Linked DNA regions of Mus musculus: region 2 is linked to region 1. A link is a contact called in public promoter capture Hi-C data. All regions are on one chromosome and are shown on one strand. Each heading gives the region's core, a stretch centred on a gene start, on an enhancer-like site or on the middle of the called end of the contact. The rest is flanking DNA. Distances are from core to core; before and after follow the strand shown.

The links. Promoter capture Hi-C pulls out the DNA fragments that hold promoters and counts their contacts.
Region 2: a promoter capture Hi-C map of Sertoli cells shows a contact between it and region 1, with 35 times the contacts expected there. The contact joins the promoter of Fbxw25 here to the promoter of Fbxw13 in region 1. A contact is called at or near these places in 4 of 39 promoter capture datasets (Sertoli cells, embryonic stem cells, hippocampal neurons and 1 more), 6 of 484 Hi-C or Micro-C datasets (the G1E-ER4 cell line, the MNK3 cell line, embryonic fibroblasts and 3 more) and 3 of 9 other capture datasets (adipose tissue, liver and pancreatic islet).

What each region holds. Positions count from the first base shown.
Region 1 is chr9:109,192,857-109,199,858 of GRCm38.p6, reverse strand. It overlaps Fbxw13 (F-box and WD-40 domain protein 13), which reads left to right and starts at 3,884. Exons shown (of 10, transcript NM_177598.3): 1 at 3,884-4,005; 2 at 4,786-4,823; 3 at 5,013-5,176. The coding sequence starts at 3,916.
Region 2 is chr9:109,660,847-109,667,848 of GRCm38.p6, reverse strand. It overlaps Fbxw25 (F-box and WD-40 domain protein 25), which reads left to right and starts at 3,197. Exons shown (of 10, transcript NM_001378643.1): 1 at 3,197-3,317; 2 at 4,078-4,115; 3 at 4,310-4,473; 4 at 5,693-5,811. The coding sequence starts at 3,228.

The DNA.
Region 1 (7,002 bases), core at 2,635-5,134:
GAGGAGGTAGAAATTATAGTCCATGAGGAAATCACTTCACTACTAAGTAGCTTAATGAGTTTGCTAATTCATTCAAGCAGAAACCTGAGGAATATGTGTGGGAATGGATTTTAAGGGTGTAGGATAATGGTGGGAGGAACATAAAACTAGAGCAGGCTGAGTTTATTGACATAGCTGTCTGAGTGGAGATTCTAAATTTAATATGGAAGCTCGCACAGTTAAAAAAAAAAAGGTGTCAAAAGCTTGTTTGAGTGGTTGGCTGAAGTGTTTATCAGTTGAAAGTGAAAGTCACTGTTGGTTGATCAGACTCTGGGGAATTAATTTCCTCATGTGGGGAGGGCATTATCTCAAGGGGTGGTGCTGAAGGTACCACAGGTGGGGCAAACCCTTGAGAATCTGAAGATTCAAAATTCTCAGCTTCAACAGGGTGTTCCCATACATCCCCATCCCAAGTTATAGGATCCCATTCTTTGTCAGTTAGTGCCCTTACTTTAACTGTCAACACCCTCTGAGGCTGAGACTTGAATTTTCACTGTAGTTCAACCAACCTTACAATGAGGGTTTCGGTTTGATTTTCTGCAACTTGAGCTCTATGGCTGCTGGAGAAAAGATTCTCTTCAAGGACACACTTAGCAACTTTTAGATCCTTTACTTGTGTCTGGAGCCTTTTGATTTTATCACACAACTCCTTTTTATTCATCATTTTCCCCCCAAGATGCAAAGAGCAACCAGCCAGTAAAATCACTTTCTGATTTTTTTTCCCCATCTTGTAGAAAGCTTTGTACACTGAATCGCCTAATTCATCAAGAAAATCAAGGACATTAGCTCCTTTAAGGTTGAAATATAGTTTCAACTACAGGTCTTCAAAATTCTCTGAGCTCCCAGGAGGGAGAGAATCTGGAGAGGGTTCAGTAGTTGAAGGTGCTGGTGAATCAACAAGCCAACTTTCATCGTTTAAAAGATTTATCCTTATACTTCTGCTCCACTAGAACCACCCCCAGTACCAACTTCTGTATTAATCAGGGTTCTCTAGAGTCACAGGGCTTATGGGTAGTCTCTATAGTAAAGGAATTTGTTGATGGCTTACAGGCTGCAGTCCAACTCCCAACAATGGTCAGCCGCAGCTATGAATGGAAGTCCAAGGATCTAGCAGTTGCTCAGTTCCACACAGAAAGCAGGCAAAGGGGAGAGGGGGAGAGGGGGAGAGGGAAAAAGAGAGAGGGAGAGGCTTCCTTCTTCCAATGTCCTTATGTAGGTCTCCAGCAGAAGGTGTAGCCCAGATTAAAGGTGTGTGCCACCACACCTTTAATCCCAGATGACCTTGAACTGGGAGATCTCCCTGTCTTAACCTTCTGGAATTCATAGCCTCAAGATCTCCATACCAAGATCCAGGTCAGAAACTTCTATCTCCCAGCCTCCAGATTAGGATCACTGGTGAGCCTTCCAGTTCTGGATTGTAGTTCATTCCAGATATAGTCAAGTTGACAACCAAGAATACCCACTACACTACAGTTCTGTTGGCTGGGCCCAGAGTCAAAAGCAGAGTTGTAAAAGTGAATAAAAGCCAATCAAATTTATTGAGCTGCCTTAACACTGTGCAAAAAAGTCCCACTGAGGATGCCATTTAATATAAAGCCAGATGCTCTGTGTGCATTTGTGGGTATTTTGCATTTTTGAGCCCTAGGACCCATGAGGTAGAAGAGAAATGATTCCTTCAAGTTTTCCTCTGATGACAGGTACACTGCAACACACTGTGACACATTCTGCCTAGAGCTCGACAGAGTCAACCAGGCAAGGGACAGGATGGTCCCTGACAAAGAATTGTATTACTTGATGATCTAGCTGGTCACAAAATGGACAATGAGAGAACAAAGCTTCCAGGAAGCCGATTATATTCTAGAAACAGGTGAATGGAGACAGGGTGGGTGGGTGCCTTCCCATGTGTGAAATCAGTGGCCAGGTATGCAGATGTGACCCTCACCACTGGTCACATGCTTTTCAGTTCTTCAGATCTCAAGATAAAAACAGTGATTATTCTTGTCACAATGGTTGTTGCTTGGGGTTATCCTTACTGATGAGGTGGCCATAGTACCTGCCATATCACACAATGGGCAGGCAAGCTCAGGTGCTGCCCAGAGGTCTGTTCTTTATCTGCAAACACAGTGATTTAAAAAAAAAATGGTGGTGTGTACACCTTTAGTCCCAGCAGAGGCAGACAGATCTCTAAGTTTGAGGCCAGCCTGGTGTACAGAGTGAGTTCCAGAACAGCCAGGGCTACACAGAGAAACCCTTCCTCAAAAGAAACAATCAAGACCCGACCATCAAACCCCAACCCCCCCACACACACACTTCACCTGATTACTATGAAACAAAAATGTCAGGTGGATTTAAATATGAAGTCAGGGATATGGGAGAGGAGGGAAAGAGAGACAGAGTCAGAGAGAGATAGAGAGAGACATATAGACAGACAGACAGATTCAGAGAGAGAGAGAGAGATTGGATTTTAATGTTCTGTTTTGGTTATAAAATCAGCTTATGATTGGCCCTAATGGCAGAAGAGTTCCCTATGTAGTTTGTTATAGGGACACTGAGTCCCAGCAAGGACCCAAGTCCTCTGGCTTCCAGTTTCTGTCCTTCCATCACCACCTTCCACCTCATGAGGGGCCAGTGTGAACCTTACAGCTTCTACTCTCTTCTGTTCCCTTTCTCCTCATCTTCCAAGAACCCTGTGTGGAATGGATCACCCAGCATGTCTGGCCTATGGGCATGGAGAGCCAGCAGGTCAGCAGGGTCCTGGAAGCCAGGATGCTTAGAGCCAATTCTTGCTATGGCAGGAACCATGACCTTGTAGAGAAATCCTGCTAGACACTTATGGGTGGATGTGAGAGGGAGCATAGTAGGTGCTTAGGTTGTTGCACCATTTGCCCTTCCTGGTGCTTTCCACACTGCTCAGTATTACAGAGTTGACCTCAATGCCAGGAAGACTTTGTTACCCTGAAGCTTACAGGAAAAATTGAAAGTCTGGCCAGGGCTGGAGAGATGACTCCGCAGTTAAGAGCTCAGGCTGTAGATGAGGCTGACCTCAAACTCACAGACCCACCTGACTCTGCATTTTGACTGCTGAAATTTAATGTTGTGTTCCTGGCTCTCTGCCTATTTTTTACTATATAAGTACTTAGGTTTAACAAAATCATCATTGAATATGAATAAAATCAGCATATCACTTTTACTCTTTTTTAAAAACAAAGTGTCATTTGTTATTCTAGGCTGGCCTGGAATTCATGTGCAGTACTTATAAAAGTCCTATATGCTCCAGTGCACATGCCTGTGTATGCACACAGAGCAGCAGGAAACATCAGGTGTCCTCTTTGACTGCCACTTTCTACTAGAACGCTAAGTACACAAGCACATGATCTCAGAGGCTGTGCAGGCACAGATAGGTGGGCCCTGCTGATCTAACTCAGGTCTCAAGGTAGACATGAACAGGGAAACCAGATTCCCTACACCAGGAATTTGCAGCAACCTAACGGACTTCAACATAATCAATTGAAACTGTTGACAATTAGTGTGTCACTTGGTATTTTCTAGAAGGTTCTGAGAAGTACATCATCAATCAGGGCCGCCCCATATCATGTGCTTTTGGTCTCCAGAGTGCCAGGAAGGGGTTGTTGAGCTCATCTATGCAATGAAAATCACTGTGCAGTGAGTTAAGGTGTGAGCACTCTCAGCTGAGTGCATCTGGCACCAGTGAGTGGGGGCTGGGAGTCAGGCTGAGCGTCTACACAGCTGCTGCTTGCTCCAGTCAAAGGCTGATGGCCTGTGGTTGGCAATCCTGTGAAATCTTTGGCCAAGTCTTTAAAATCAGAGCAAGCTGGGAGGAGAAAGAAGAGTCAGTGTGAACTTAGGCCACTGAAGATGGAGATCCATTTGCCTAGTGTGCCGTTGATGAAAATCTTCTCCTATCTGGATGCCTACAGTTTGCTACAGGCTGCCCAAGTGAACAAGGTAAAAGCTCCTTGGCTGAACTCTTCCATTTGGTGCATCCTACATAACGCCCTTTTGACTTTTCCCACTCAGTCTTGGAGTCTTAGATACCCCAGCATCACACTCACACAGCCTGGCATCCTCCTTCACTCCTTCAATCTCTCCCTCCCTTCCTCCCTTCCTTTCTCCCTTCCTTTTTTTTCCCTCCTTAAACTTACCTTATTCAGACCTGTCTACTCAGCTCTGACACATTAGTGTCTTGGAGACTCAGCTGCTTCTCATGACCAACAGGAGCTCCATCCTACAGAATAGCAAAAGGATACATCTAGGGCTCATGGATTAGCATTATCCACTCTGAAGACCTCAAATATGGTTAAATGAGGTAGGAGTGGAGGCACACACCTGTAATTGAAGCACTTGGGAGGTAGAAGCAAGATGATCAGAAGTTTGGGTCAGACTCAATGACAGGAATTTAAAATAAGCCCAGGCTACTAGACACCCTATTTCAGAACAGTAACAGTGATAACAAAATTCTGCTAAATGAAAAGGACAAGCTGCAGTGTGGAGATGTGCTGCTGGTCGGAGCATCCTTGAGACTCCATGTCAGACCTTTGGAGACTGGCCCTCCTTCTCTGAGGGCTCACAAGGTGACTTGTGTTTGCTGGGGTAGGTCTCCCCAGGCTGGCTAGGTCTGGAGATCTAGCACTGTGTTTCATTAACCTGTGTAGGCCCAACCCGGAACAAATTGAGACCAGAAGAGGGAGGCAGTTGTTGGTTTAAGGATTCTTTTCTCTCCCATAGGACTGGAATGAACTTGCAAGCAGTGATGTCCTATGGAGGTAAGGAGACGGGCAGGGTTAGATAGGAAGAGGGGACAAGATGGGGCAGAGAGGGAAGAAGAGGCCTTCTGATTCTGGACCTGGACCTCTGCCACATGAAGATGGTTAGTGAAGTTTACACACTGTAACCATGGCTCTAAAGTGAGATGACTGAGGTCAGCCTGATGGGATTGCAACTGTGCATTACAGGAGGTTGTGTCAGAAGAGATGGCTCTTCTGTGACATGGTTACCCTACAACTCCTGGGCACAGAGACATGGAAGGAGTTCTTCGTTTCCCGAACATGGCAAGAACATGCCAAGTCCCGGGCAATTCGAGAAGATTTCATTTACAAGGAAATTCCTGCGGAGTATGGTATGGGCTTGGGTACCTAGAAGAGATGCACACTTGAGTTTTCCCATTCTGTGTGGTCCTACGTACTCATTTAAGAAGAGGAAGGGAATTGTAGTTTAACAGGATGGGGCTGCTGTGCTAGCACAGCCATGGAACCAATCTGTGATCTGCTGAGTGTTGCTCAACATCTTCAAACCAGCCCTATCGTTCCCTTTCCCCTAAGGCTTTGTACCCTTCCCAGAGCATAGAGAGAATTTACTGGGGAAATTACCAAATAGGTTTTAGTATTTATCTTTTTCAACGAACTTCCTTAGAACAGTTTTCTGATGTAGAGGTGCTTTTAAATTTTTTACATTTATTATTTTTAGTGTATGTGTATGTGATGTGTGTACATGCCACACTGTGTGTGTGTGTGTGAGTGTGTGTGTGTGTGTGTGAGAAGACAACTTTGTGGATTCCGTTCTCCTTGTTGGAAGAATCTTTTCTGTTTGTTTTGGAATAAGGTCTCACAATATAGCTGTGGCTAGCCTTGAACTTGATCTGTAGATTAAGCTGTCCTCAAACTCAAGAAGTGCCGCTTGCCCTCACTGGGACTGGTACATGTTTACACCTGGCTATTTCTCTTCTTTTCTGTCTTTTCATTCTTTCTTTCTTTTCTTTGTTTTCTTCCTTCCTTCCTTTCTTTCTTCTTCCCTTCCTTTCTGTCTTCCTATTTTCCTTTCTTCCTTCATTCCTTTGTTCCTTTGTTCCTTTCTTTCATTCTTGTATTCTTTCTAAAGAGGGGATGTCCTGGACCACAGGCTGACTTCAAACCCTTCATGTAGCAAACAAAAATAACTTTGAATTTCAGGTCCTTCTGCATCCAAATGAGTACCAGGTTATGGTTCATAGGCCTCTAGCAACAGAACAGAGAACTCTGCCCAGGAGTTACAGCCCCAGCCCCCAGAACCCATTTTGTATCTATAGAAACAGACTAAAGGCACCACACGATCCCTACATGATGTTATATAGCTGTAAACCTGTAATGCCAACACTTGGCAGGTGGATGCAAAAGGATATGAAATTAAAGACATGCCTTGGCTACACAGAGTTCTAGGTTAGCCTGGGTTGCATAAGACTCTGTCTCAAAAATAAAATAAAACTCTCTTCTAAGCCTATAATAATTACCACCACTTTATAGCTTGGTCTCCCTAAAGACACTTCGATTGTCAAAATCTTAGCAGTTTCAATGTGATTGAGCTGGTGTTGAACATGAGGAAAGCAGTCCATTTTAAAAATCTTCACCTTCTAGTTTGACATTTTCCTATAGTTCAGTGAAATTAATGCCTTTAACATTTTCCAGCCATACCAGAACCCTACCAGCAGGTGCTTTTATACTATTTTAAGGGGATGATGTATGAAATCTTGGCTATAGTTGGCTAAATGAAGACATTTGAAAATCAAACACTTTTTTCTTTTCAAAGGGCTGCTTCCATGGGGCAATATGAGCTTTGAAAAGTGCAAGCAATTTTGTAAAATTGCTGGCTTTGGATGCATTAAAGTCTAGAAAGTGTGTATTTTGTTCCAGTTGAGCCTCTTGAAATTACTGCTCTTGCCTGTAGTTGCATTGTCTTAAGGAAACTTCGGGAATGTTTGCTTTAAAACCATCATCCTGAGTGTAAATGGAAATTATAAAAATTTGACAAATACCTTTAAAATGTAAAACCAAAAAAGAAAAAAAAAAGAAGAAACAGACTAAAGAATGAATGTATTTGAACCAATGACCAGCCTGCAGTGTGCTTGGCTGCCTCTTGCTTCATCCTGTCCACAGCTGTTATCCAAGCCTTCTTCATGGCAGAAGGAAATAA
Region 2 (7,002 bases), core at 1,948-4,447, 470 kb before region 1:
AATGACAAAGGTGTGAATGTCATTTAATATGATAAAATACATGACTGAGTGGGACTTTGGACATGGCTTATTAATTAAGAGCACATACCACATCTATAGAAGACTACAGTTCTATTCCCAGAATTTCCTAGGATGGCTCACAACTGCCTGCAACTCTAGCATCAGGAAGATCTGACACCTTGACCTTTGTGGGTAGCTGCGCTCAAGTTCACAAACACACACGCTCATTCACATAATACAAAAAAAAGTCAAAGGGAGGGGTTATCAATCTCAAATGAGGAGCTAATCTTAATTTTTCCAGATGTGCTCTGACTACATTTACAGGTGACCTGAAAAAAGAAAGACATCCCAACTGGGTGATGGTGGCAGTGTTTGCCTTTCATCTCAGCACTCTGGAGGTAGAAGCATGCAGATCTCTTAGGTGGGGGTCAGCCTGGCCTACAGAGTGAGTTCCATGACAGCCAGGGCTACACAAAGAAACCATGTGTAGAAACAAAACAAAATGAAATAAAAGTCTTTTTAGCATGATGGTATGCACCTTTAATCCCAGCACTCAACAGCAGGCAGAGGCAGGTGGATCCCTGTGAGTTCAAGTTCAGCCTTGTCTACTGCAACAACCATCTTCAGATCACACCTTGAGGTGAATATCAGAGCCTCAGAAAATGTTCTTCAGCTCATCTCTCTACTGTTTACATAATGGTCTCTTTCCCAGATGGCCATTATTGAAAAAGTGGTTTAACAAGAAGTATCTGTTTATAGGTTGGAGAGATGGATCAGTGGTTAAGAGTACTAGCTGCTTTTCCAGAGGATCTAGTTTTGATTTTCAGTACCCACACTGGGGTTCACAACTGTCTGTAACCTAAGTACCAGGAGGTCAAATGCCCTCTCCTGGCTTCTGCAAGAAAAGATTTCATGTTGGAGGCCAACCTAAACTCCTCAGTGAATTCTAGGCAGCCTGAATCATAAGATGATATCCTCTCTCATTCAATCACACACAAACACACACACACACACACACACACACACCCCTTAATCAATTACACATTGTAAAAATAATCAGATATCTGTCATGAATGAATAATATCCATTGTTTAGGTTTCTAGGGTAGCAAAGCCTCATGTCTGTTATAAGAAGTTACAATAGCTCTGCTTTTGAACATCTAAATCAGTCACCCAGTGAAAGAAGCCAGGGCCATCCTTTGGCTCAGCAAACATGCAAACAGAAAGGTCAAAGCCAGGCATTGTGGCACACATCTTTCATCCCGGCACTTGGGAGACAGAGGTAGATCTCTAAGTTTGAGGCCTGGAGTATATATCGCGATCCAGGATAGTAAGTCAGAACTAGCTAGTGAGACCCTGTCTCAAAATCAAATAAAGGAAAGAAATAAGAAAAAAAAAAGTTAGAACACAACTGAACAAGTATAGTAAAAAGAGGCCTTTGGCTCCTTTCAGGGCCTGTACTGTGCCCTGTAGTCCCCTCTTCAGGCTGCTTTTGTTTTGATGGCTGCTTCACATTCTAACATCCAATTCTGTAGTAGGAAATCCAATGGTGGCATCTGCAGTCCTCAAAATTATTTTCAGTCTGAATCAGTAGAGAGCATAGTTTAAACTGTGTCTCATATAACCATTTTGTATGTGTGCACATCTAAGTATCTATAGGTGCATATGTCCATGTTGTTTGTCTGTGTGTACTCTATTGTAGTACTGGGTTTGTTGGAGTTTGTCGAATAACTCTCACTCATAAAGACCATAGAGACTTCCATCACTGCAAGCTTCATGAGGATTTTTATTGATCCAATATGTTGGGGACTCCCCTCCCAGCACACAGGCCAGAGGAGAGACCCAGAACAAAGAAAGAACACACTTTTATACCTTGTAAGGGACAGAGTTGAGCAGCAGGGTTCTCATTGGTGTAGCAAGTAACCCTTTCAGGCATTGGTTGGTTTGCATAGTGACTAAGTAACCCTTAGGCCTAGTGACTCACTTTGCTCGCCCCCATGGTGGGTTATTATGATTTGGTCAGCAAAGCAGTAGTACATTTTGAACTTATGGGTCAGCCACAGCTATTAATGTCACAGGGAATCCTAGCAAGGTCAGGGCAGGTTGTGTTCTTTGTCACAACTCAGTGTGGGGCGGGGTAGGGGGATTCTTCTGAGAACTGTTATTTTTGTTATGGTTATATCTCTGATAACAGCTAATACTGTTTTGGTAGTTGCAAGCTTAATCATTTTGACCACATAAACTATGTTTTTACATTTGTTTAGTCAGCCAGCTTCCGTATCTGGCTCTGCACTTTGCCTGCTAGTACAGTTTGGAAGGTCCTTTTTGAAGGGGGAAGGTACTGGGTGGTCTTGAATTCATTTTGGATATTATAGGTTCCATGAATTATTGTCTTAAAGTACAAAGTAGCACAGTTACCAAAGGTCCTGGACATAAGCTCTACCTGTGGACGCATATGAGAAGGTAATTTTAGAATGAAAATACATTCTGATTTCTAGTTAGTAATATACTCAGCATGAATACAATCAGCATGACACTTTTACTCTTTTTTTGAAACAAAGTCTCATTCTTTAGCCTAGGCTGGCCTGGAAATCATGTGCAGTATGAGTAAAAGTGCCTATATGCTCCAGTGCACATGAGCATCCATGTGCAGAGATCAGCAGTAAATGTTAGGTGTCTTCTTTAACAGCCACTTTCTACTAGAAAGCTAAGTACACAAGCACATGATCTCAGAGGCTGTGCAGGCACAGAGAGGTGGGCCCTGCTGATCTAACTCAGGTCTCAAGGTAGACATGAACAGGGAAACCAGATTCCCTACACCAGGAATTTGCAGCAACCTAACGGACTTCACATAAGCAATCGAAGCTGTTGACAATTAGTGTGTTACTTGGTATTTTCTAGAAGGTTCTGAGAAGTACATTATCAATTGGGGCCGCCCCAGATCATGTGCTTTTGGTCTCCACAGTGCCAGGAAGGGGTTGTTGAGCTCTTCTACACAGTGAAAATCACTGTGGAGTGAGTTAAGGTGTGAGCACTCTCAGCTGAGTGTTTCTGGTTCCAGTGAGTGGGGGCTGGGAGTCAGGCTGAGCGTCTACACAGCTGCAGCTTGCTCCAGTCAAAGCCTGATGAGCTGTGGTTGGCAATCCTGCTAAATCTTTGGCTAAGTCTTTAAAATCAGAGCAAGCTGGGAGGAAAAAGAAGAGTCAGTGTGGACTTAGGCCACTAAAGATGGAGATCCATTTGCCTAGTTTGCCTATGCTGAAAATCCTCTCCTATCTGGATGCCTACAATTTGCTACAGGCTGCCCAAGTGAACAAGGTAAATGCTCTTTGGCTGAACTCCTCCATTTGGTGCACCCTACATGAGGCCCTTTGACTTTTCCCACTCAGTCTTGGAGTCTCGGCTACCCCAGCATCACACTCACACAGCCTTTCGTCCTCACTCTTTCCCTCCCTCAACCCCTCCCTTGCTTCCTTCCCTTTTTCTGTAAACTTATGTTACTCCGACCTGTCTATTCAGCTCTGACATGTTAGTGTCTCAGGGACTCAGTTGCTTCTCTTGACCTACAGAAGTGCCAACCTATAGAATAGCAAACAGATACATCTAGGGGGCATGGGTGACCAATATCCACTCTGAAGACCTCAAATCCGCTTAAATGAGGCAGAAGTGGTGGTGCAGGACTATAATTGAAGCACTTGTGAGGTGGAACCAAGATAATCAGGAGTTAGGATCAGACTCAATCACAACAATTTAAATCTAGCCCAGGTTACTAGACACCCTATCTCATAGCACTAAGTTTGATACCAAAATTCTGCTAAATGCAAAGATCAAGGTGCTATGCAAAGACATGCTACTGATATGAAGCATCCTTGAGACTCCATGTCAGACCTTTGAGCCTGGCCCTCCTTCCTCTGAGGCCTCACTTGGTGACTTGTGTTTGCTGGGGTAGGTCTTTCCAGACTGGCTGGGCCTGGAGAGCTAGGACTGTTTGATTAACCTGTGTAGGCCCAGCAGAGAACAAATTGAAAGCAGGAGAGGGAGGCAGTTGTTGGCTTAAGGATTCTTTTCTCTCCCATAGAACTGGAATGCACTTGCCAGCAGTGATGTCCTGTGGAGGTAAGGAGAGGGGCAGGGTGGGATGGGAGGAGGGGACAAGATGGGGCAGAGAGGGAAGAAGATGCCTTCTGATTCTGGACGTGGACCTCTGCTGTGTGAGGATGGTTAGTGAATAAAAGTTTGCACACTGTAACCATGGCTCTAAGGTGAGGTGACTGGGGTCAGCCTGATGGGACTGCAACTGTGCATTGCAGGAAATTGTGTCAGAGGAGATGGCACTATTGTGACATGGTCACCCTACAGCTCCAGGGCAAAGAGACATGGAAGCAGTTCTTCATTTACCGAATATGGCAAGAACACGCCAAGACCCGGGCAAAGCCAGAAGATTTCACTTACAAGGAAATTCCTGTGGAGTGTGGTATGGGCTTGGGTACTCTAGAAGAGACACCCACTTGGTTTTTACCATTCTGTGCAGTCCTACATTCTCATTTTAATAAGAGGGAGGGAATTGTAGTTTAAGAGCATGGGGCTGCTCAGCTAGCCTAGCCATGGAGTCAATCTGTGATCTGCTGAGTGGTTGCTCAACATTGTAAAACCAGCCCTATAGTTCCCTTTCCCTGAAGGCTTCATACCCTTCCCAGAGTATAGAGGAAATTTAATGGGGAAATTACCAAATAGGCTTTAGTATTTATCCTTTTTTCTAAAAACTTCCTCTGAACAGTTTTCTGCTGGAGAGACTCTTAAGGTTTTTACTTTTATTATTTTCAGTATGTCTGTATGTGATGTGTGTATATGGCAGTGTGTGTATGTGTGTGTGTGTGTGAAGACAACTTTGTGGAATCTGTTTTCTTGAAGGGAAGAATCTTATCTTTCCCATTTGTTTGGGATAAGGCCTCACTCTTTAGCCATGGCTAGCCTGGAACTTCATCCTTAGACTAGGCTGTCCTCAAACTCAAGGTCTGCTGCTTGCCTTCCCTTGGACTGGTACATCTTTACACCTGTGTTTTTCTTTTCTTTTCTTTTGTTTCTTTTTCTCTTTCTTTTTCTTTCTTTCTTTCTTTCTTTCTTTCTTTCTTTCTTTCTTTCTCTCTCTCTCTCTCTCTCTTTCTTTCTTTCTTTCTTCCCCTCTTTCCCTGTCTCTCTCACTTCTTTCTTCTCTTTCTCTCTCTCTTTCTTTCCTTCCTTTCATTCTTCCTTCCTTCCTCTCTCTCTCTCTCTTTCTTTCTTTCTTTCTTTCTTTCTTTCTTTCTTTCTTTCTTTCGACAGGATCTCATGTACCATAGGCAGACCTCAAACCCTTCATGTAACACACACCAAGAACTTGAACTTCGGATCTTTCTGCCTCCAAATGTGTAATGGTTTACGGTTTATTGGTCTTTGAGAACAGAACAGTGCACTCTGCCCAGGGAGTCAGAGCCACAGGCCCCAGACCTATTTTGTATCTATAGAAACAGATTAAAGGGTAAATGTGTCTGAACCAATGACCAGCCTACAGTGTGCTTGGCTGCCTCCCTTCATCTTTTCCACAGCTTTTATCCAAGCCTTCTACATGGCAGAGGGAAGGGAACCATACCTCCTTTAGTTTGAGTTGTCTCTCAACTGTCTGCTGTCCACATACTGTTGGGGTTTCCTTGCAGGATTTTATGGATACGCATGTTATATCTCAGGGCATGGTTTAACAAGAAACGGACAAGGCAAGTCAGTCATCTGTATGGTGAGTTCCAAGAACACGATTTCCACCTGGGATATTCACAAGGTGAGTCTGGTCAATGAGTTGCAAATGTTACCCCCATATGAATTCTAATTTCATCTTTTTGTTGCTGGTGATGATGAGACAGGACCCCCTGTATAGACCTAGCTGCCACGGAAGTCCCCATACAGATCCACCTACCTTGGTTTCCCATGTGCTTGGGTCAACGGTTTGGACTACCACAATAGATTTTCCCTCTTCTTATTTTTTTATTTTTTTTATTTAATTGTTTTCTATGTATGAGTGTTTTCTGTGCATATACGTATGTGTGATCCATGTGTGTCTGCTACCTGTGGAGGTCACTAGAGGGTGTCAGGTCCCTTAAAAACTGTAGTTGCAGATGATTGTAAGCTGTTGGCACTGGGGCTGTGGGCACTGAACTCAGGTCCTCTAAGCCATTTGTGCAAGGCCTGTCAGTGTTTCAAAGTTTTCGTCATAGATTGTTCTCATACAAAGTTGGGTTTACTCCTAGGTATTCTTTTTGAAGATATATTTTTGATTATATATGTGTGTGTCTGTGTTAATTTATGGTTGATGCTGACTGGCAGAGGCCAGAGGCTGTGAAGTGTTGTACAGGCCTTGGGAACCCGACTAGGGTCCTTTGTAAGAATATTAATTGCTCTGTACTGCTGAACCATCACTCTAGCCCCTTACTACATGGTTTATTTGTTGTAGTTGGTTTTTGTTTGTTTGTTTGTTTTGGTTTGAAACAGTGTTTCACTGTGTAAGAGCCGTGGCAGACACTTTCTCTGTAGACCAGGCTGGCTTTGAACTCTGAGATCTGCCAATCTATACCTGCTTGGAATCAAAAGCATATACCTTGTTCACCAGGCCCCTTCAGGGTGGTGGTCGAGGCTACTTTGAATCAGAAGGCTTCCCTGATCCTTCTTTACTTTGTTTATTACTCTATAGGAAGGGTGGTGATTTTTTCCATGTTAACATTGCAGCCTGTCAATTTTCTGGAAGTTTATCAGTTGTAAGAGTTTTCAGAGGAGTCTTAGGATCTCTAATACAGGCTCATAGTGCCTGCAAATGAGGAAATGCTGGCTTCCCTTTCCTCTTGGCCTCCCTCTTCTTTGTTTCTCTTGTTTTATTGTTTTAGCTAAAACAATACCATGTTGAATGAGAGTAGAACGTGTGGATATACTTGTCTTGTTCCTGATTTTGTTGGAAATGCTTTGATTTTTTTCACCCTAT